4 separate regions of the Mus musculus genome follow, and all the other regions are linked to region 2. Evidence: chromatin contacts called from public promoter capture Hi-C data. All regions are on one chromosome and are shown on one strand. The core of a region is the stretch at or near the end of the contact, and the rest is flanking DNA. Distances in the headings are between cores, read along the strand shown.

Region 1 (4,676 bases), core at 174-2,673, 800 kb after region 2:
GTTTATGTATCAGCACCCCATCCCCCAAAACCCCACCCAGAAAATCAATAGGAGGGAAAAGGTACATCATTTAATGATCAGTAGTACAAAAACTATGATAAAAACTGTGACTAATGAGATGGGACTGTTTTATTAAGTAGAACTTGCAGAAAAAAAGACTGAAAAGGATGACTAAACAAGAGAATACAGAACAGAGCACAGGGTAGGAGCCTAGTAAGCCAAGACATTCATATTTCATTGACAAAACTGAGCTCTCTTCAGAGAAAGGCTTGAGGTGTGGTTATGAAAGCGAATTCCTGGAGTGCAGCAAAGATGATAACAGAAGGGGTTGGAAAAAAAGAGAGAGACCAAAACGAGTTGTCTTCCATTGGGATGTGAATGTGGTAAAGACAGAAGATGGCCTTGTTGGACATCAGTGGGAGGAGAGGCCCTTGGCCCTGAGGGTGTTTGATGTGTAGGAGAATGCAAGGGCTGGAAGCCAGGAGTGGGTGGGTGGATAGGGGAGCACCCTCAAAGAGGCAGAGGGAGGGGGATGGGATAGGGAGTTTTTGGAGGGGAGACCTGGAAAGGGAAAAACATTTGAAATGTAAATAAAAAAATATAAAAAAAAGTGGGTGGATATAACACAGCTCCACTCAAATATAGAAGGTGATAGGCAGTAAGTGATACTCACATGCAGTACTGGGAGTAATGTCAAGAACTTCCTCCCCAAAGGTAAGGTGGGAGTGAGAGTGGAACATTTACCTTCAGTGTTATTTAAAGCAAACAGTCTTGTAGGGAAGCATAGTTAGATCTCAGCCTCGGAGCAGAAGCAGAGAACGTGGGAGGATTTGCTCACAATGGAACAGAATGCACACAGCAGAGGCCAAGCAAGACACCTCCGAACTCAGTGTTGTGAGACATTAAAAAAAGCGGGGGTGGGTGGGTGGGGGGGAGGAGTGGAGGGCTCTGCAGTTTCCTGTGAGCACGCCTATAATCCTAGTGCTGAGAGACAGAGGTAATGGAGTCGTGGCTTCAAGGCCAGGGTTCCATTCATTATGTCTCAGAAAATAACAACAACAAAAATTAAAAATGTGCCATGTGAGGCTTGTCAGGCTCCCAGAAAGGAAAAGGATTTCAGAAGAGTCAGGCAAAAAATTGCTAGCAAAGTTCTTGTTCTCCTCTCAAAATTTTTTGTGGGCTCGTCTTTCTTTTCCTTTTGGACTTTTTAGCTCTCTGAGTTAAATAATAAAATCAGAATGACATAGCAGAGGCCTTGAGATGCGGCAGCTCTCTGCCCTCTACTTTCTTTGCAACGCTGGAGCCTCTTTCCATTGTAGCAAGTCCACTTCCGGGAAGGCGGGTCCTCCCCGAGGAGGGGGCGGAACATGCGGGATTCTTCCTGTTGACGTGTTCAACCTGGGCGCTCTGACATAGCAGGATATCCGGTCTCGCTCCCACCGTTGGAAACGGGCTGCTTCTGCCGTTCTAGCCCGCGGCTCGCCCTCTCCTCCGCGTCCTCGGCCACTGCGGTGAGTGGCGCGTCCCCGTGAGGCCGCGCGACGTGGGTGGGTCTGGAGAACGTGAGGGGCCCTCGGGCTGCTGGCGGGTCGCGAGCCGCGTGGCTCTTCCCGCGCCCCCGCCTCCTGGCCTCCCAGAGCCTGGAACCCAATGTCGCTCTGCTGTCACCAGGATCTAAGCTTGAACTCAAAGAAATCTCTCCTCGTTGGCACAAACAGATTCGAGGAAAAAAATAGGTCTGAGATGTCTTAGTGGGTACAGAATTCATCCACGGTCACCCGTGGCCACTCAGCCACATGCTCCAGACTTCCCTTTTAAACACTGAAGGAAGGCCCCGTGGCGTGGCCAGCATGATTAACCACTGATTAGCTCTGAAGACTGTCCTGTCCGAAAGGATTGGGGCACCAGAGTGAGAACACAGAAGCCTGGTTGTCTCTGTTGTAGTTTTTCTGTGTGCTGAAAACCAGCACTGTAAGGTTTGATGTCTGTGTGGGAAACAAACTCCAAAGCATCTGACTTGTCGAAACTGTTGCATCTAGGCACGAGGGACAGGCAGCGAAAGCCACTGTAGTACCTTAGTCTCTTAAGAGAAAATGGGTTTGTTTGCGGTCAGGCCTTGGGTTGCTGGTTATTTGTTTAGATACCATGTAGGTGACAGTGTACTGTATAATACTGTATGTCAACAGCATTAGGGCTGAGACTGTATAGCTCAAAATGGTTATTTCAACTTGGCACAAAACAAATATTTTTAGTCATTTCTTACTAATGGTGCATACATAGGTTTTTTTGAGTGAAGAGAATAATTAGGGTGAGAAAACAATTACTCTAGCTGTTTGGTTGAGGTCCTTGATGCTTATGCTGTGTGAGAGTTTGGAAGCCCAGAGGAGGGCCTTAGTTTAGGAGCCTGCAGCTGGAATAATGTGTGTGTAATGTTGCTAAAGGCTTCAGATGGGATGAGGTGCATTTAAAATTGAAAGACTGATTTAATATTTAAGGAAAGTATAGATGCTGTGTGACTGAACGCATCAATTATACCTTTCCTGTTTTCTTGTTTAGAAAGAAGGGAACATGCCGAAGAAAAAGACCGGTGCGAGGAAGAAGGCAGAGAACCGCCGAGAACGCGAGAAACAACTGCGAGCATCAAGAAGTACTGTCGACCTAGCCAAACACCCATGCAATGCTTCAATGGTGAGAGCTTTTTAAAGCAATGGCTGGTGGCTGAATGGAGGACTCTGTAGTACCATATATAGGTACCTAAAAAACATGATCAACTATGGTGTGCCCCTGTGAAGAACCTGTTAAAGGTGTCCTCAGTATTTTACTGAGTAACAATGATATTTTTATTGTTGTTAGAGTATGTATTATCAAGCCTGGCGTATCATGAATTACTGGTGACAATAGATGTTGAAGGCGAATGGGTGACAGGAACTGAGTGGGAGGCTCCAGCTTTTTTTATATATTCTTTAGCTCAGTTTTGATCATTTTCTCCTAGCCAGTCTCCATTCACTGAGTACCCTGATTTTTAGACATTTCCCATGTTCTTAACTAATTTGCTAGTCTTGAAAAAGTCAGATTGTTTTAAAATACTTCATTTTCATGACTTAATTTAGCAAATGTTTATCATTCAGGGGACCGAGTGTTCTGCCTGGGACTCTGGGTGCACCAATAATGGCAGATGATGGCAGATGGCGCACCTCCCTCTTTTGTATGTTTGTAGGATTCCCTAGTGTGTACTACTTTCTAGGACTCATTTGTTTATGAATGACAGAAACAATTTAACCTAGGGAAAAGCACCTCACTACCATAGTCCCTCCAAGTAGTGAGAAGAAGAAAGGAGCTAAGACTTGGGGACAGCTAGGCCTTGGGCCGCCCTCTGCTCTTGTTTCTTTGGCTCCTTCTGCCCCTGAGGATTGCCATGTTTTATTTGTGCAGCTTCTTGGTTTCTGGTCGAGTGCTTATATCGACCATATCTCCTATTGTGGAGGTCACAGACAAAGATTTCTCATAGGTTGGGCTCGTGCCGTTTTTTTGTCCCAGGACTGATTTATGATGTACAGGTCAGATGTCATGGTACAGATGTGACAGAGGGGATTGTGTTGTTGAATGTCAGGTTCTTTTGAGAAAAGAGGCGTGCTGGCAGACAAGACAGTGACTGGCGTGCGTACGTGCATGTCATGGAGTAGATCTTGGTATTTCAGTAAAGGGAAAGGAGCAGAGTTAGTGAGGCCTGCGGAGAAGAGGCCGGGACATGTTGGGGAAAGGCTGAGCAGTGGTGCCTTGGCTCCAGAGAGTGACAGACTGGAGAGCTTCGAACCCCGCTTAAATGGACATGCTGTGATCTTTAGTATTTCCTGTCCTTTATTCCTAGCACCCACACAATATTGGCAGATCGGATGGTTTTTAATTAAAATAGAAAATTGAGCAGGAATTTGTTTGTTTTCTGTAGTATTTGCTTTCTTTAAAACAACCAAAAGGGAATCTAGTATATTTTAACTTTTTTTGTAATATGGCTTTTTTCCCATCATTGATCACAGAGTATAAGTTTTTTTTTTACTTTTGCTAGTGGAGTATGTACAACATTTTGTACACATAGGCTGAGCTGGAAGTGGGATGTAGAACCTCTTATAGTTTAATTTGAGTCTTTATGATATAAGTAAATGTTCCATTTTAGGCTAGCAGAAAATTAATGTTATGCTTTAAATTCTACAGGAATGCGACAAATGTCAGAGGTAAATTTTCTTTTTCTTCCTGCATGAAATTGTCCTTGTGTGCTTTCTGTTGCTGTGCTATAACACTTGGGGAGGAAAGGGTTCATTGCATCTTACATTGATGAGGGAAGCCACGGCAAGAGCGCAAGGCAAGAACCTTGGGGCTGGAACTGATGCAGAGATGGTGGAGGAATGCTGCTTACTGGCTTGCTCCAGACTCAGGTTTAGCTGCCCTTCTTACACAACCCAGGACTACCTGCCAGTGTGGCACTGCCCACGGTACACTAGGTCCTCCTCCATCAAGTAGCAGTTGAGAAAATGCTCTGCAGACATTGGCCATGCTCCAGTCTGGCCTTAGGTGAGGCTCCCTCTTCTCAGATACTCTAGTTTATGTCAAGTTCATTAAAAACTAACTAGCACAGGGATAAATTAGTCTCATACTTTATTTGAAATTGACCCTATTTAAAA
Region 2 (4,534 bases), core at 1,980-4,479:
GCATGCTTCTCTGCCTTTTTGTTGCCCTGCCAGGCTGGGACAACTTCAAGAGTGCTACCTTTGTGTCTTAGAACAAGGAACAGACGCTCTCTCTAGTGTGCCAACCTTGGTCTTGCCACACAGTGGTGTGCCAAGGCCAGCATCCACCCCTCCTCCCCCCGCCCTCTGCTCCCAGCCCTGGGGTGGGCTTCCGTTCTTAGACTGCTTTGCTGTCCTTGACCTTGGGCTGGTCCTAGTTGCTGTTGGCTGCAGCCGGGCCTCGTCATAGCAACCTCTGGGTGAGAATTCTTCACAGACTAGTGGGACTGTCATCGCAGAAGCAGCGCATGTGCCGTGCCAGGGCTCCTGCCCTTGTGTTTGTCTTTGACCCCTGACTATTGTGCTTTCAACAGCAGGTCCCCCACCTCTGCCCCTGGCCAGCTTGGGGACTCAGGTTACACCTCATGGGCCACCCTTACCCAGATAAACATCTATCTCACTATAGGGGTCCTTCCTTCGCTAAGCTCTGATTTCTCCCCAGCATGGGCAGAGCCTGCTGGCTGCCTGCCTTCAGGGGTCACCCTGGCTGGGGCACCTTTCCATCTGTGCCCTCTGACCCCTGACTTAGGTGCCCCTCCTGGTTGTACTCTAGGCTGGCTTCAGTGTGGATGGGGGTGTGAGATAATTACATGGCAGGGGTGGGGGTGGCAGAGGTTGACGAGTGCGGAGGGGACCAAGGTCTAAGGTGCACGTTGATTCCCCTCCATCTCCTTAGCCTGTTCCCTGGAGCTGTTTGGTCTTTTCTCTTTTGGTGGACACTTTGCCTGTCTGTTACTGATTGGGCTGGGGTGTAACTTGGTGCAGTATCTGCCTTGCAGTGTGAGAGCCCTACATAGAATCCCCTGAAGCCAGAGCTTTTGTAGTGCAGTTCCTGTGACTGAATAGAGTGCATAGTCCAACTGTGTGTTCCCGACAGCTGTACTTCCTTAGCACTTGGGAAACTGAGACAGGAGCATTCTGAGTTTAAGAACTCAGACCCTGTCTCACCCCTGAGTGATACCCCTCCTCCCAAAAAAGTACACAACCTAGTGGATTTCATCACCTTTTGGAATGCAGGCCCCCACCTCTGTGACTGGCACCTTTGTCTTACCCACAAAGAGCATGTGTCTTTCAGCATTCCCCCCTCCTCTTCGTCCCCCCCCCCCCCCGCCCCAGGTTACCAGCCGGGTTCTGTCTATCCTGGTCTGGTCCTGGGCCTGAAAGTCTGGTTTCTTTCATCTCGCCAACCTTCTTGCTACACTTAACATACCTTTTATCTTGGTTTTGAAATAAATCTAGAGGCTCAGAGAGTTGCAAGAACGGCCCCTGGCCCACTGGGCCTTCCTAGACCTATGCCTGGGGGGATGGCGGCTGTGTGGAGTTTGGGCTTGTGCAGGCCGTGGGAGGCCCCCTGACTCACCTCTGCTGCAGGCAGTCCCTCAGCTTGTGGCTTGGGATTGCTCTTCACCGTGGCCCCTCTCCACGCGCTCTCCTGCTGCCCACCAGTTGGTGCACCACGGCTCCTGGCCTGGCTGCAGTGCCCCAGCTGGGGGAGAGGCTAGGATTTCAGCCCTCCCCGGCAGCTGGCCCAGTAGGGAGAGGGGCTGGTTGTATTTTAAGCTGTTGAGTGGTTCAGCAGGAACTCCATGGCCTTCCCTCCCAGTGCACACTGTGCCGCCCTCCTGTGATTCACATGGACTCTAGGGGCTCAGCAACTATTAATATAGCCCCAGCCCAGAGCCCTGCCACCTCGCCCCTTCTAGCACATTCCTCATGTGCTCCTCCCCTCTCGGTCCTCTTTAGAGGGGTCCCAGCGTATGACAGCTCAGTCTGGCACTGATTGTCCTTGTGTGGATTCAGCCATCTGCCCCAGAGTATGCTGTGTCCATGATGTAGGCTCTGGCACATATGGGCAAGCAGGCCTGGGTACCACTGCCTGGCATAGGAACCTTGCTCTGAACTCAAGCCCAGGCCCTACAGGGCAGCATCACTGTGTAGGGTTACCTCCGTGGGGGCTTCCCGACCTGTACATGCACACATACACACATGCATACACTTTCTGTGTGCCAGCACCATGTCGGCCCACCCATGCCTTCTCAAGGACCCCTAGCAGATCTGGGATCGTGCCATGGCCTCTGTTGTTGGGAGCATGTAGGTGGCAACAGTTGGCTTCTCTGGCCTGTGATGCCCCCTTCTTCTGGAAAAAAGTGGCAGATCTCCGCATAGCCCTTGGGTCTCCCCCAGCCAGCATGGGCAGTGTTGAGCATCTTCTCTGACCTGCTGGGTCCGATGGGTCAGATCCCCTGGGGCTCCTGCCTCCTTACCCTGCCCCTATGCATATTTTCTGGCCTCAGCCTGCAGGTTTCTCCTTTGGGGACTGTGGACCCCAGGGGTGCAGGCAGGGTATGTGTTGGGAGGGTATGTGTTGGGCTTTGGTAGGCTCGTCCATGGGTGAGCACATTGTGTTGGCCTGATGTGGTAGGAGCTGTGAGGAGTGAGGCGGTGGAGAGGGAGGTGGAGGGACTTGGGAACTCTGCACCAGTACCTCTGGAATTTGTCACCTCCCTGGGAACACAAATGCACAAGGGAAATAATCCAGTGTCCCTTACAGCTTAGAAGTGGAAATGGATGATCTGTCTCGGAGATTCTCCAGATAGCTGGCATTTCCCCAGGCTGGGTAACCTGTTGGCCAGGGCTGCACACCGGGGCTGGGCTTGCGGCGCCTGCCATGGCTGTGGGCCTTTTCCTTCTTCATGCCCCTGGCACTTCTGAGGGCCTGTGCCCACCCAATTAACTGCCTGTATGAGGGTAGCCCTCAGGGGAGGACTGTGGCTCCTTTGGTGGGGACTCGGGCTGAGATGGTTTTATATTTAGCCAGGCCAGGCCCTGGTGCCACTCGGGTTACATCTGGCGTTGGCGCTGGCTGAGCCTGGTCAGACACAGGCTCCCTTCCAGCACCGAGGCAGAATTTGATCATGCTGCCCGGCCCAGCTCACAGCAGCTTTGTGAGGAGAGGTCGGAGGTGGGGGCTGGCGACTGGCAGTGGGCACCACAGACTGGAAGGCAGAGCAGGAGGGCCAGCGGCTGTGGCATGGATATCAGCTTGAGCATGGCAGCCAAAGAGGCCCACCAAGGCCTCGATGGTCTTCCCATGCCCATGCCCCACAAAGCAGCCAAGAAGCATAAAAAGGCTGTCCTCTTCTTTGAGGTGGAGATTCGGGATGCAAAGACGAGGGAGAAGCTGTGCTTCCTGGACAAGGTAGGACTGCACCCCTGGGGGTGAAGTGCCAGGAGGGCTGGGTCCCTGTTCCTTACAGCTCCTGTAGGGCTATGCAGGCATCGGTGGCCCTCCCTGTCCTTCAGAAGGCATGTAAAGGGTATTGTCTTCATCTAGAGCAGCGGTTCTCAACCTGTGGGCTGAGACCCCATTGGGGTTGCCTATCAGATATCCTGCATAGCAGATATTTATATTACAATTCATATCAGCAGAATTACAGGTATGAAGTAGCAATGAAATAATGTTCTGGTTGGGGTCAGCACACCATGAGGAACTGTACTAAGGGTGGCAGCTTTAGGAAGGTTGAGAACCACTGCGCTAGAGTGAGCAGCTGGGGCCCCTCTGTGGGGCTGGAAGCTGACAGCCTGGTGTGGGAAGGGACAAGGCAGCCTTGGGAGGGCTCTGTGTCCGTAAAGGAGGTGGAGGACGGATGTACCCCGTGAAGTCAGCTAGCTTGTTCCTGACCTGCCTGTACCTGGACCCCCTCCCCCATCCTAGGCCTGGCTCCCTCCGGACTTACACCTTGTTTTCCTTTAGGTAGAGCCTCAGGCCACCATTTCTGAAATCAAGACCCTTTTCACCAAGACACGTGAGTCTCCCGACACACCTATTCCTGCTCCTGACATACGTGTCCCCCCGCTCCCGACACATCTACCCCCCACTCCTGCCTCCCCTCTGGATGTGACCTGGGCCCGCATGCCTCCGCATGCCTTTCCCTCATCGGCTTGTTGCCTCTCAGCACACTGGAACAGTGAGTGAGGCCCGGCTGACTGGGCAGGCTGCCCCTGTGTGGTCACCAGCAGGAATGCTCTTGTGCTATCTATCCAAAGGGGTAAAAAATAAAATCTGTCGCTGCCTATCCTGTGTGCCCTTGCACAGGTGGGAGGAGCTGGGGGGGGGGGGTCCTAGAGTTCTGGAAGCCTTTAGAGGCAGGCCAAGTTGGGGCGTGGGTAGGCTGAGCCTTGCCAGATTAGGTGATGCAACCCCTGACCTTCTCCTGGCAGACCCGCAGTGGTATCCTGCCCGCCAGTCCCTCCGCCTGGACCCCAGTGAGTACAGCTGTCCATCAGCCTATCCCTTGGGCTCTTGGGGTCAGGAAACCAGGGCAGTAACCAAATACTGACTTCTCTCTGTAGAGGGGAAGTCCCTGAAAGATGAAGATGTCTTACAGAAGCTTCCTGTGGGCACCACAGCCACACTCTACTTCCGGGACCTCGGGGCCCAGATCAGCTGGGTGAC
Region 3 (4,587 bases), core at 1,438-3,937, 680 kb before region 2:
GGATCAAGGGGCAGATGGAACACACGCTCCCTGTGCACTCCTGTGTAAGTCCCCTTAAACAGAAAGAGCCCTCACAAAGTTGCCTCTCCAAAGCTTCATGTTGTCAGCTGTCACAGAGGGAGCTAAGTTTCGACAGAAGCAGGGAGCCAGTTTCAATGGTGTCTACCTGTGGTTCCAGCTACTCAGGGGACTGGAATGGGAAAATCACCCAAGCCCAGGAGTTGGAGACTAACCTCAAAACCAGAAAGCTGGGCCTGGAGGTTCATGCTTCTAACCACAACACTCAGGAAGCTGAGGCAGGGGAACTACTTCAAGTTCCAGGTCTGTCTCAGTTACCAAGGGAGACCTTGCCCTCCCATCCCCCAAATAAAACAGTAGGAAAAATTCTAGGGCCCCAGAATCGTCAATATGCTTCAGGCTTAAGTATTGCCTTAAATTCTCATCCCTGCCTGGGATCACAGGCATGGGCCAGCACACCTTTTTTATCAGATTTTATATGATTTATCTAGTAGGTCACACCTGCAGCCCATCACTGATCAAAGTGTAGTGTTGTGGCACGTGTCCATCTTTTTGTCATGAATCCAGGACACTGACATTCAGAGAGCCTACACACGGGGGCCACGTTTGTATCACAGGTTCTGTGTGGGCCCTTCCCTTGCTTCAGTCAGGCAGAAGCAGACCCAGTGGCTGGACTGAGACCTATGGGTTTCAGGATGGAGGGTTCTGATGTCCCTGCCTGTGTGCCACACCCACCCACAGGAGAAGAAGAAAGCCATGCAGGAGGAGGAAGAGAAGGACCAGGCACTGCAGGCAAAAGCCAGCCTAGCCATCCCTCTTGTGCCAGAGTCTGAGGATGACCGCAGGCTGGCTGCCCTGCTAAGGTTGCACACCCTGGACTGTGAGTGCCAGCTCCCGACTGGGAGGTCCTTGGGAAGCAAAGGTTGTAGGGTTTGGAGGCACTTGGTCCCTAGAGCCCCTGTTATTTAAACTGGTGGGAAGAAAGCTCAAGACTAGGGGTGTGTGCTCTGTGCCCACTCTGCCCCTGAACTTCTGGCCCTTGTCCAATGCTCCCTTTTCCCTACAGCTTATGAGGACAAGCAGCGAATGAAGCGGACAGAGATCATCCACCGCTCTTGGTTCCCCTCAGCCCAGGGACCCAGTGCTAGCAGCAGCAAAGCTAGCAGCGTCCTGAAGAAGCTGTGCCAGGGCCGCAGACCACCCCCCAGCAGCACAGGCACGGTGGGGGACCTGGGCATAGTGAGGAGAAAGTCTCGAGACGTTCCAGAAAGTCCTCAGTGTGCAGCAGACAACTCCTTGTCAGAAGAACAAAGAAGGCCACCAGGAACCACCCAGGGTAGCAAGACACTTGAAGAGGCAGCAGAAGCATCCAGGACCAGCAAGACATCAGAATCCAAGAGAAACTGTAGTGATCAGGCCTTCCCCCTAGGTTCCTCCCAGGAGGACCTGCTGAACCCCAACACCCCCAATGCCTCCCTGGTGGCTGACTACTCTGACTCAGAGAGCGAGTAAGGGAGTCAGAATTCCAGGACCAGAAGCCATGACGCGTCCAGACCTTAGGGACTGGCACATTGCTGCCAGCCCAGATACAGACCTACCTTCCTATACAGATTATTATTTATTTGGTTTTGGTGAGAATGCCTGTGCCTTGATGTAACCCTGATACCTGAGCATTAAAGTGCTGTTCTTTGTCCCTGCCTTGTTTCTAAACTCATCTAGTAGCTGCCCTGCCCTCACTTCCAGCCAACTAAGCAGATGCTGCTGCATCGTTGTGACGGCAGTGTGGCCCCACAAAGCCCGATGAAGGGTTTGAGATACTGACCAAGATTGGCCACGGCCTGGGGTGACGTCCCCTTATGAGGTGTCAAGGACTACATAAGGAAGGTTGAAAGAGGGCCAGGCTGCTGGAGCCAGAGAAATAAAGCTAACGGCAGGCAGGAAGAACATCCAAACTCCATGTCATGGGCTGGTGTGGGTCACTCATAGTGGCCAGCCAGTAGGGATGTTTGTGAAACAACCTCAAAAACACCCTAATCCAGCCAGGCATAGTGGGCAGACAACCGTCATCCTGGCACCCCAGCAATAGAGACAAGGTGTGGTCCAGCTTTAAAATAGGGTTTCTCATGTATCCCTGGCTGTCCTGGAACTCGTTCTGTAACTATTGTGGAGCCAGATTCACAAATATATCTCTACCTCCTGAATGCTGGAATTAAAATCTGAGGTTTATTTTTGTGTGTTTGCATGTTGTGAGTATGTTGTCTCACTGAGGTTTGAAAGAGGGCCTTGAATCCTTTAAAACTAGCGGCAGTCGTGAAGCCTTTGGTCCTCTACAAGAGCAGAATGCACGCCTAACCATTGAGCAATCTCTTCAGGCCCTGAGAATAAACGTCCCTCATGGTGCTTGCTTTTTTTTAAAAAAATGGAGACAAAAGTAGTCCCACGGAAGGTCGTTTGACACGCTGATTAAGCGCTGGGTGTCTGTGAGCCGTGGATAGGCAGAGCTGAGAGTTCCAAGTCATCGCTTCAGTAACGGATGGACGATTTCCGGCAAAAAAATAGCCCCATCACCAAGCATCTTGGAGCTAGAACTCGGCCTTGGGAGAAGTTACAGCCACTCTGGAAGACGCTAATCGCCCGATAACCTAGGAGCGCGTGCGCATGCGCACGCGGCAGGACGCAACTCCGCCCCGCAGCCTGTGCAGGATTCCTCGTGGCCCTGCAGGGTAGGCAACATGACACTGGAAGCGATCCGCTACTCGCCCGGCTCGCTGCAGATCCTCGACCAGCTGCAGCTGCCAGAGCACTGCCACTATGAGGCACTGAGCTCCGTGCAGCAGGCTAGTGAAGCCATCCGCGCCATGAAGGTGCGCGGAGCCCCGGCCATCGCGCTGGTCGGCTGCCTCAGCCTGGCCGTGGAGCTGCGGGCCGGCGCCGGCGGTCCCGGACTCGCTGCTCTGGTGGCCTTCGTGCGAGACCAGCTGCGCCTCTTAGTCGCCGCCCGGCCCACCGCTGTCAACATGGCCCGCGCCGCCCGCGATCTGGGTCAAGTGGCAGCCCAGGAGGCGGAACGAGAGGGTGCCACTGAAGAGACCGTGCGGGAAAGGTACGGGATCCTGGACCAGTCTTGTGTGCTCTGCCCAGCTTTCCTCTCTACCATTTTCTTTCCCATCCCACTTCCGGTCCAGCCACTTGGTTCTTACTGCTTTTCTGTTGCACCGGTACGGCTCCTGCCTGTGGCTGAGACTAGAGTCTAGAGCATTAAAGCACTGGAGTTAGAACTTCATCTCCAGGTTCCTGCTCCTTCCCCTCCCCTTCTGTAAAAACACCTTGTCCCTGATTCTGCCCCTTCCTGTTCATCAACTGCCTCTCCCACCATGACGTCATCATCACAGAGGTAAAGGGTTTCCTCCTGTTTACTGCTGTGCGTCAGCCCCAGCTCCTGGCTCACTTATATTAGTGATCAGAGTGGAAGTGTCCTCAGGCTCTCAGAACCCCACCTCACCTTTAAAGGGCGGCCCCTTCAAAGTTAGCCAGCTCCCTTCCAACAGTGCTAAGAGCTTCTTCTGTCCCCAGAGTGATCCGCTTCGCCGAGGATATGTTGGAGAAGGACCTCAAAGACAACCGGAGCATCGGGGACTTGGGAGCCCGCCATCTCCTAGAGCAGACCAACCCCAGGGGTGGCAAGGTGACCGTGCTGACCCACTGTAACACGGGTGCTCTGGCCACTGCTGGCTATGGTACAGCGTTAGGTGAGGAGGCACCTTCAATTGTTAGGGCATGGGACATGTTATGGGATGCAAGGCAAAGCAACTGGAGCTGGGGGTGTAGTTCAGTGGCAAGAGTACTTGCTTAGCTAGGGCTGGCTCAGCAGCTTAAAAGTATGGACCCCTCTTGCAAAGACCTATTAAGTTCTCAGCACCCACAGTAACTACCTGCAGCACCCTCTTCTGGCCTCCACGAGCACATGCCCTTACATGCATAGAGACACACATGTACATAATTAAAAATAAACACTAGGGCTGGAGAGATGGCTCAGTGGTAAAGAGCATTGACTGCTCTTTCAAAAATCCTGAGTTCAATTCCCAGCAACCACATGGTGGCTCACAACCCGTCTGTAATGGGATCTGATGCCTTCTTCTGGTGTGTCTGAAGACAGCAACGGTGATGTATTCATATGCATAAAATACATAAATAAATCTTTAAAAATAAAAATAAATACTTTAAAAGAGTACATACTTAGCTTAGAATACACAAAATCCAGGATTTAGTCCCCAAAACTCAAATGAAGAAACTACTTCAACCACAGAAGTGTAAATATTAGTTTTGTTTTGATTTTTCAAATCATATTTTGTGTATACCTGCTGTGCATATGTGTACCATGCATGTACATTGTGCCCAGAGGACAGAAGATGGTTTTGGATCCCCTGAAGCTAGAGTTACAGATGATTATGAGCCACCATGTGGGTATTGGGAACCAAACCCAGGTCCTCTGTAAGAGCAGCAAGTTCTCCTAGCCACTGAGCAGTCTCTCCAGCCCCGCATATTAGTTTGTTCGTTTTTCCTACTCCC
Region 4 (5,005 bases), core at 1,510-4,009, 570 kb before region 2:
TCAGAGGCTCGGGGAAACACTAGAAAGTTCTTTTTTTTTTTTTTTTAAATGATAAGCCTTCTCCATAATTTCTATTATTCTTACTAGCCTGTACTAAAGTTTCACTATCTTTGAAGGTGCTTAAGGCTGTCATATTAGTGCTCTGATGAGAAGCAGCTATTAAGAAGTGCTATGGAGGGGTAAGGGGGTGGGGAAAGAAGTGCTATGGAGACGGGTTTGGTGGTGGTATTGTGGTCTCAGCTACTTAGACAGCTAAGGTAGGAGAGTCACCCGAGCCCAAGAAGAATGCAGGGTCAGTCTGAGCAAGAGAGCGTATGGGAGGGAGTACATGTGTACAGGCCAGAACACGATGCCTGGTGTCCTTCTTCAGGAGCCTTCCACCTTGGGGAGTGTGTGTGTGTGTGTGTGTGTGTGTGTGTGTGTGTGTTCACCTGCATGTGTATGCCAGTGCTCTTGCCTGAGCATAGGTGAACATGTGGAGTCAGAGGTCAATATTAGGCATCTTTCTTCATCTGTATCTTCTAAAACAATTTTATTTGTCTTTGAGAGACGATCTCTCACTGAACCTGGAGGTTCCTGTTGTGTTTAGACTAGCTGTCTCCACTTCCCATCTCTAGTGCTGGGGCACAGACATGCACCACCATACCCAGCTTTTATGTGTTAGGAGTCCAAACTTGAGTTCTCTTTTTCACACAGCAAGCACCAAACTCACCCAGCCATCTCCCCAGCCCCGTCCTTGTTTTATGGGGGTCTCTCACTGACCTGGAACTTGCCAAGTAGGCTGTACTTGTTCACCTGCAAGTCATTGGGATTACAAACAAGGGCCAACCATGCCTGGCTTTTTAAACACAGTTCTGGCCACTGGGGTCAAGTCCTCATGCTTATTTGGAAAGCACTTTACTGAGTCACCTCTGCAGCCCCATACTGAGATTCCATTTACAAAGCATCAGAACACCTGGGCTTGGTGCCGCAGGCCTATCATCCCAACACTTGGAAAGCTGAGACAGGAAGATCATAAGCTCAAAGCCAGCCTGGGCTACATGATGTCTTAGTTAGGATTTCTATTGTTGGAATAAAAACTATAAAAACCATAAAACTATGAACAAAAGCAAGTCAAGGGAGAAAGGGTTTATTCCACTTACACTTTTATATCATAGTCCATCACCAGAGAAAGTCAGGAGAGGAACCTCAGGAACTCACAAAGGATATGAAGGAATGCTGTTTACGGGCTTTTGCTCACAGCTAACTGCTTTCTTATGTAATTTAGGACTACCTGCCTCCAGGCAGCACACCCACGAGCTGGACCCACCTACATCAATCATTAATCAAGAAAACACACTACACTCTTGGCTACAGGCAAATCTTTTGGAGGCATTTTCCCAATTGAGAGTCCCTTTTCCCAAATGACTTGGGTCAAACTGACATAAAACTAGTCGGCCCACATGGCAAGAATCCCCTCCTCCATCTCAAAAACATCATAAAAAGTTTAAAAAGGTCACCTTGGGTCTGAGATGTAGTTTCATGGTAGAGTGTTTTATCATGCAGGAAGCTCCATGTTCCATTCCTAGTACCTCAAATAAATATTTTAAAAGCCGATTTGAGGCCAGGTTGTGGTGAATCATACTTTTAATCCCAGCACTCTGGAAGCAGAGGCAGGTTTGTCTCTGAGTTTGAGGCCTGATCTACAGAGTTAGTTCTAGGACAGACAGCCAGGGATATACATAAACTCTGCCTGGAAATAAATTAAAAATAAAAATAAAATAAAAAGCCAATTTGAATAAACCAAATACCTGAGTTCCGCTGTTTCTTCTTATTCATTTTATCTTTCCCTGAGAAATCTGAAAACAACAAACAAACTCTCCAGCTGTTGCCAGCACTGTATGTCCCCATCTGTACCCTGTCTCCCTCCTCCACTGGGCCCATCTGGCAGCCTGATGAGGGGAGTCAGCTGGTCTTCAGCAGGACACTGGGTGGGGCGACAGGTCATAGCCACCTTGGACCATGGCCAGGTAGCCATTCACACCCTTTCCCTGTGTGAAGGAACGATCTCGTCCTCTTCACGGTATCTGCTGGAGTCTCTGGGTTGGAGACAACTACGTTTCTCCCCCACCCACACCCAAAGCTTAATTATCTGGGACATGGGGTACTTGGAAGCTTCAGAGAGGTCTCTGGAGACCCACCAAAGTCACACAAGACTTTAGGAGGGCTACCCCGCGTCAGGAGTGGCTTCCGGCCAATGTCTTCAGACTGTGGGACCCATGGCAAGCCAGAACCAACCTGGGCCACAGCAGTAATGGAAGTTGCTCTGTCCTTAGTCGGGACGAGGTCAACCTGGATCTGATGGGGAATAGGTCGCCTAGGTCACTGGCGTAACGTTCTGAGAAAATACCCACATAGGCAGTCACGGGGACCGCGTGGCAAACTGGCGGTGGGAGACAGGAAGGCCTGAGGCCTGACACTGTGGACTCGGCTCCTGAAGACCTGCGCCACAGACGGGAGAGCAGGAGCATCCACACCCACACCCACACCCGCACCCACTCCACCACAAAGCCTAACAGAACGATGTGCGGCGGTGTGGAGCCACAGACGTCACACTGCCGCGCCCTCACACCTGCAGCTCTCTCTCTTTTTCCCGCCCGTGAGGCCACGCCCCACGCACGCGTAGTACCGACTACACACCTTACGCATGCTCCGCCTTCTCTCTGCCCTACTTTATGCTAGGCGCATGCGCCTCCACGCTCTGACTGCCGGGAATTGTAGTTTAACTAGAGAGCCCACGAATCCAGCCGCCGCGCTCCTGAAGGCCAAGGCGGAAGCTGGGCGGCCCAAACTCGAGAATCCCGGGGGGCCGGGCGCGGAGGAGGGACTCAGGGCTCAGGAACAGCGCGAGCTCTGAGACTCGACTTCGGTGAAGAGGCAAGGCAAGGCAAAGGTGCAGGGGCTGGTAGTCCGGGCTTCGAGCCTGGAAGATGCACAAGAGGAATGGACCCCAGGCACCCCCGGGCCGAGGTGCTGTCACTGCCCGCCAGGTGAGTGTGTGCCCCTCTACCCACCGAGGGGTACCTGCCCACCCTTCCTCAGAGTCTCTCTCCACCCTTCCTCACACTCGCGGGGAGTGCCCCACCCCCAGAAAAGCCTGATCCTCGCCACCAGGTGAACCCTGGTCTCCGCCCCGCCCCCGAGGTGAGGTGTATGGCCTACTGGGTTGGGCCATCCAGCTTCTAGCTTCACACCCCAGATTCAGGGAACACCTGTTGCTGCAGCACTTCCAACCGGGAAGGGAAAGCAATCAGACCGGCTTTTCAGGCCTTTGCATTAACTGGGTCAGGCCACACTCTACACCCATTGTACAGATGAGGACACTAAGGATAAGGGAGGCGCAGAGATCTATCTAGTCAAGGTCACAAGGATGAAGCACCTGGCCAGACAGAAATGTCAGTCCAGAGGTGTACAGGAAAACCTACAAGACTGTGGCCCAGAGCCATACTCCCAGATTCAGGGCCTGTGGGAGTTTGATTTGTCCCATCTTTGAACCAGGGATCCCAGGGCTCTGTGCTCAGGTTCCCCCTGACCTAGGTACATTTGACTGAATGTATTTGTAGTTTGGAGCCTCAGTTTTTCCACCTGTGGAATGGAAGCCTAGAAGAGTCCTTAAAGGGCAGTTATAAAGACTTACTGAGACTATTTATGGAAAAATGCTAGAACAGAGGGAGTGTGGCCGCTGGATTCTTGGGCTCTCTGTGACTAATGGCTTCACTCAATAGGTGAAGCCATGCATAACTGCTAAGATTTGGCCAATTTGGACCTATAGAAAGGGTAATTTCATGTAACTCATCATATTTTGTTGGTCACTAGCCAAAGCAGAAGGGCAGGTCTATAAAAAAGACCCAGTTCTTCAACTTTGCCCCCACTGTTGTCATAGTCATCGTGGCTTTTATTTATTTATTTTTCTCCTTGCCATGCTGGGATGGAACCCAGCTTTGCACATACTAGGGTTAGGGTTAGCACTTTAATGATGAGTGCACCTTCCAGTCCCACACTGGTGCGTTCTCTGCTGCTGGGGAGCCATGTGCATAAAGAACGTTATTGTATGAGGGTGTCTTCCTCAGCCTCCTGGTCTCTCCAAGAAATGGCTTCCTCGTAGAGATTTGGTTCCAGCATCCCGACGGGTCTCTGGGCCTGAGCGGTCTATGGAAGGTCTAACTGGAGCCCGGTTGCTCCCGTAGCTTGGTCTGCTGGTTGACTTCTCCCCAGACGGCCTGATGATCCCCGAGGATGGGATTAATGAGGAGGAGCTGGAGGCTGAATTCCTGGCTTTGGTGGGGGGTCAGCCCCAGGCCCTAGAGAAACTGAAAGGCCAAGGTAAGAAAGATGCTCAACATATTCTTTGGGACTTCTGCTGTGGGCAGTACTTGGAGCTAGGCACTGGGATGGACATGGGGCAGGAAAACAGGAGCCCTACCTTCCTAGAGTCTAGGTTCTGGGTGATCCTGTCAGGGTCAGCTGTGGGTGGAACTGGGTCTTTTCCAATCTGTTTCCTGCCATGTTTTTCTTCTTTGTTGAGAATTTGGTGTGTGTGTGTGTGAGAGAGAAAGAGAGACATGTGTGCAGACACACATGGAAGCCAGCAAACTATGTCAGATTCCCCAGAGCTGAAGTTACAAGTAGTTGTGAGCCACCCCATGTGAGTGCTGAGACCCAAGCTCAGGTCCTCTGCAGGAGCAGGATGTAGTCTTAACTATAAAGCCATCTTCCCAGCTCCTCATAGTTTTCAGTTTATGTGCGTGGTTTCACTATTCACAGTGGCTCTAAGCAAAGTATTGATTGGTGTTTCAATGCATAGATGGTAAGTGTGTGCCTTTGGAAAGTAGCATGTGTGTTAGTTGGTGGCACGCAGGTGGGAGCCACAGGTCCCTTGGTCACCAGTTCATTGTGCATACAGTTCATAAACACAGTAAATCTTAAGATGGAAGCACACAGAAGGCAAGGTTGTAGGTTATTAGTT

Evidence for each region. Promoter capture Hi-C pulls out the DNA fragments that hold promoters and counts their contacts.
Region 1: a contact with region 2 is called in a promoter capture Hi-C map of hippocampal neurons, with 3 times the contacts expected there. The contact joins the promoter of Zfp330 here to the promoter of D830024N08Rik in region 2. A contact is called at or near these places in 4 of 39 promoter capture datasets (the C10 cell line, hippocampal neurons, liver and 1 more), 6 of 115 datasets of contacts at active chromatin or transcription factors (astrocytes, embryonic stem cells, epiblast stem cells and 2 more) and 1 of 9 other capture datasets (embryonic stem cells).
Region 3: a contact with region 2 is called in a promoter capture Hi-C map of pre-B cells, with 4 times the contacts expected there. The contact joins the promoter of Mri1 here to the promoter of D830024N08Rik in region 2. A contact is called at or near these places in 4 of 39 promoter capture datasets (liver, neutrophils and pre-B cells) and 1 of 9 other capture datasets (adipose tissue).
Region 4: a promoter capture Hi-C map of pre-B cells shows a contact between it and region 2, with 2.3 times the contacts expected there. The contact joins the promoter of Cc2d1a here to the promoter of D830024N08Rik in region 2. A contact is called at or near these places in 5 of 39 promoter capture datasets (the C10 cell line, liver, neutrophils and 1 more) and 1 of 9 other capture datasets (liver).

What each region holds. Positions count from the first base shown.
Region 1 is chr8:82,770,892-82,775,567 of GRCm38.p6, reverse strand. Zfp330 (zinc finger protein 330) reads left to right here and starts at 1,423. Exons shown (of 10, transcript NM_145600.2): 1 at 1,423-1,511; 2 at 2,557-2,688; 3 at 4,210-4,229. The coding sequence starts at 2,569.
Region 2 is chr8:83,573,221-83,577,754 of GRCm38.p6, reverse strand. It overlaps D830024N08Rik (a long non-coding RNA gene), which reads right to left and starts at 3,229. Exons shown (of 3, transcript XR_003947410.1): 1 at 1,439-3,229. It overlaps Tecr (trans-2,3-enoyl-CoA reductase), which reads left to right. Exons shown (of 13, transcript NM_134118.5): 2 at 3,227-3,277; 3 at 3,833-3,884; 4 at 4,300-4,344; 5 at 4,432-4,534.
Region 3 is chr8:84,255,424-84,260,010 of GRCm38.p6, reverse strand. Mri1 (methylthioribose-1-phosphate isomerase 1) reads left to right here and starts at 2,687. Exons shown (of 5, transcript NM_026423.4): 1 at 2,687-3,121; 2 at 3,592-3,767. The coding sequence starts at 2,751. Ccdc130 (coiled-coil domain containing 130) reads left to right here. Exons shown (of 10, transcript NM_026350.3): 9 at 760-898; 10 at 1,085-2,244. The coding sequence ends at 1,530.
Region 4 is chr8:84,145,671-84,150,675 of GRCm38.p6, reverse strand. It overlaps Cc2d1a (coiled-coil and C2 domain containing 1A), which reads left to right and starts at 2,759. Exons shown (of 29, transcript NM_145970.2): 1 at 2,759-3,029; 2 at 4,227-4,362. The coding sequence starts at 2,970. 4930432K21Rik (RIKEN cDNA 4930432K21 gene) reads right to left here and starts at 2,638. Exons shown (of 9, transcript NM_029045.2): 1 at 2,278-2,638; 2 at 1,791-1,838. The coding sequence starts at 1,818.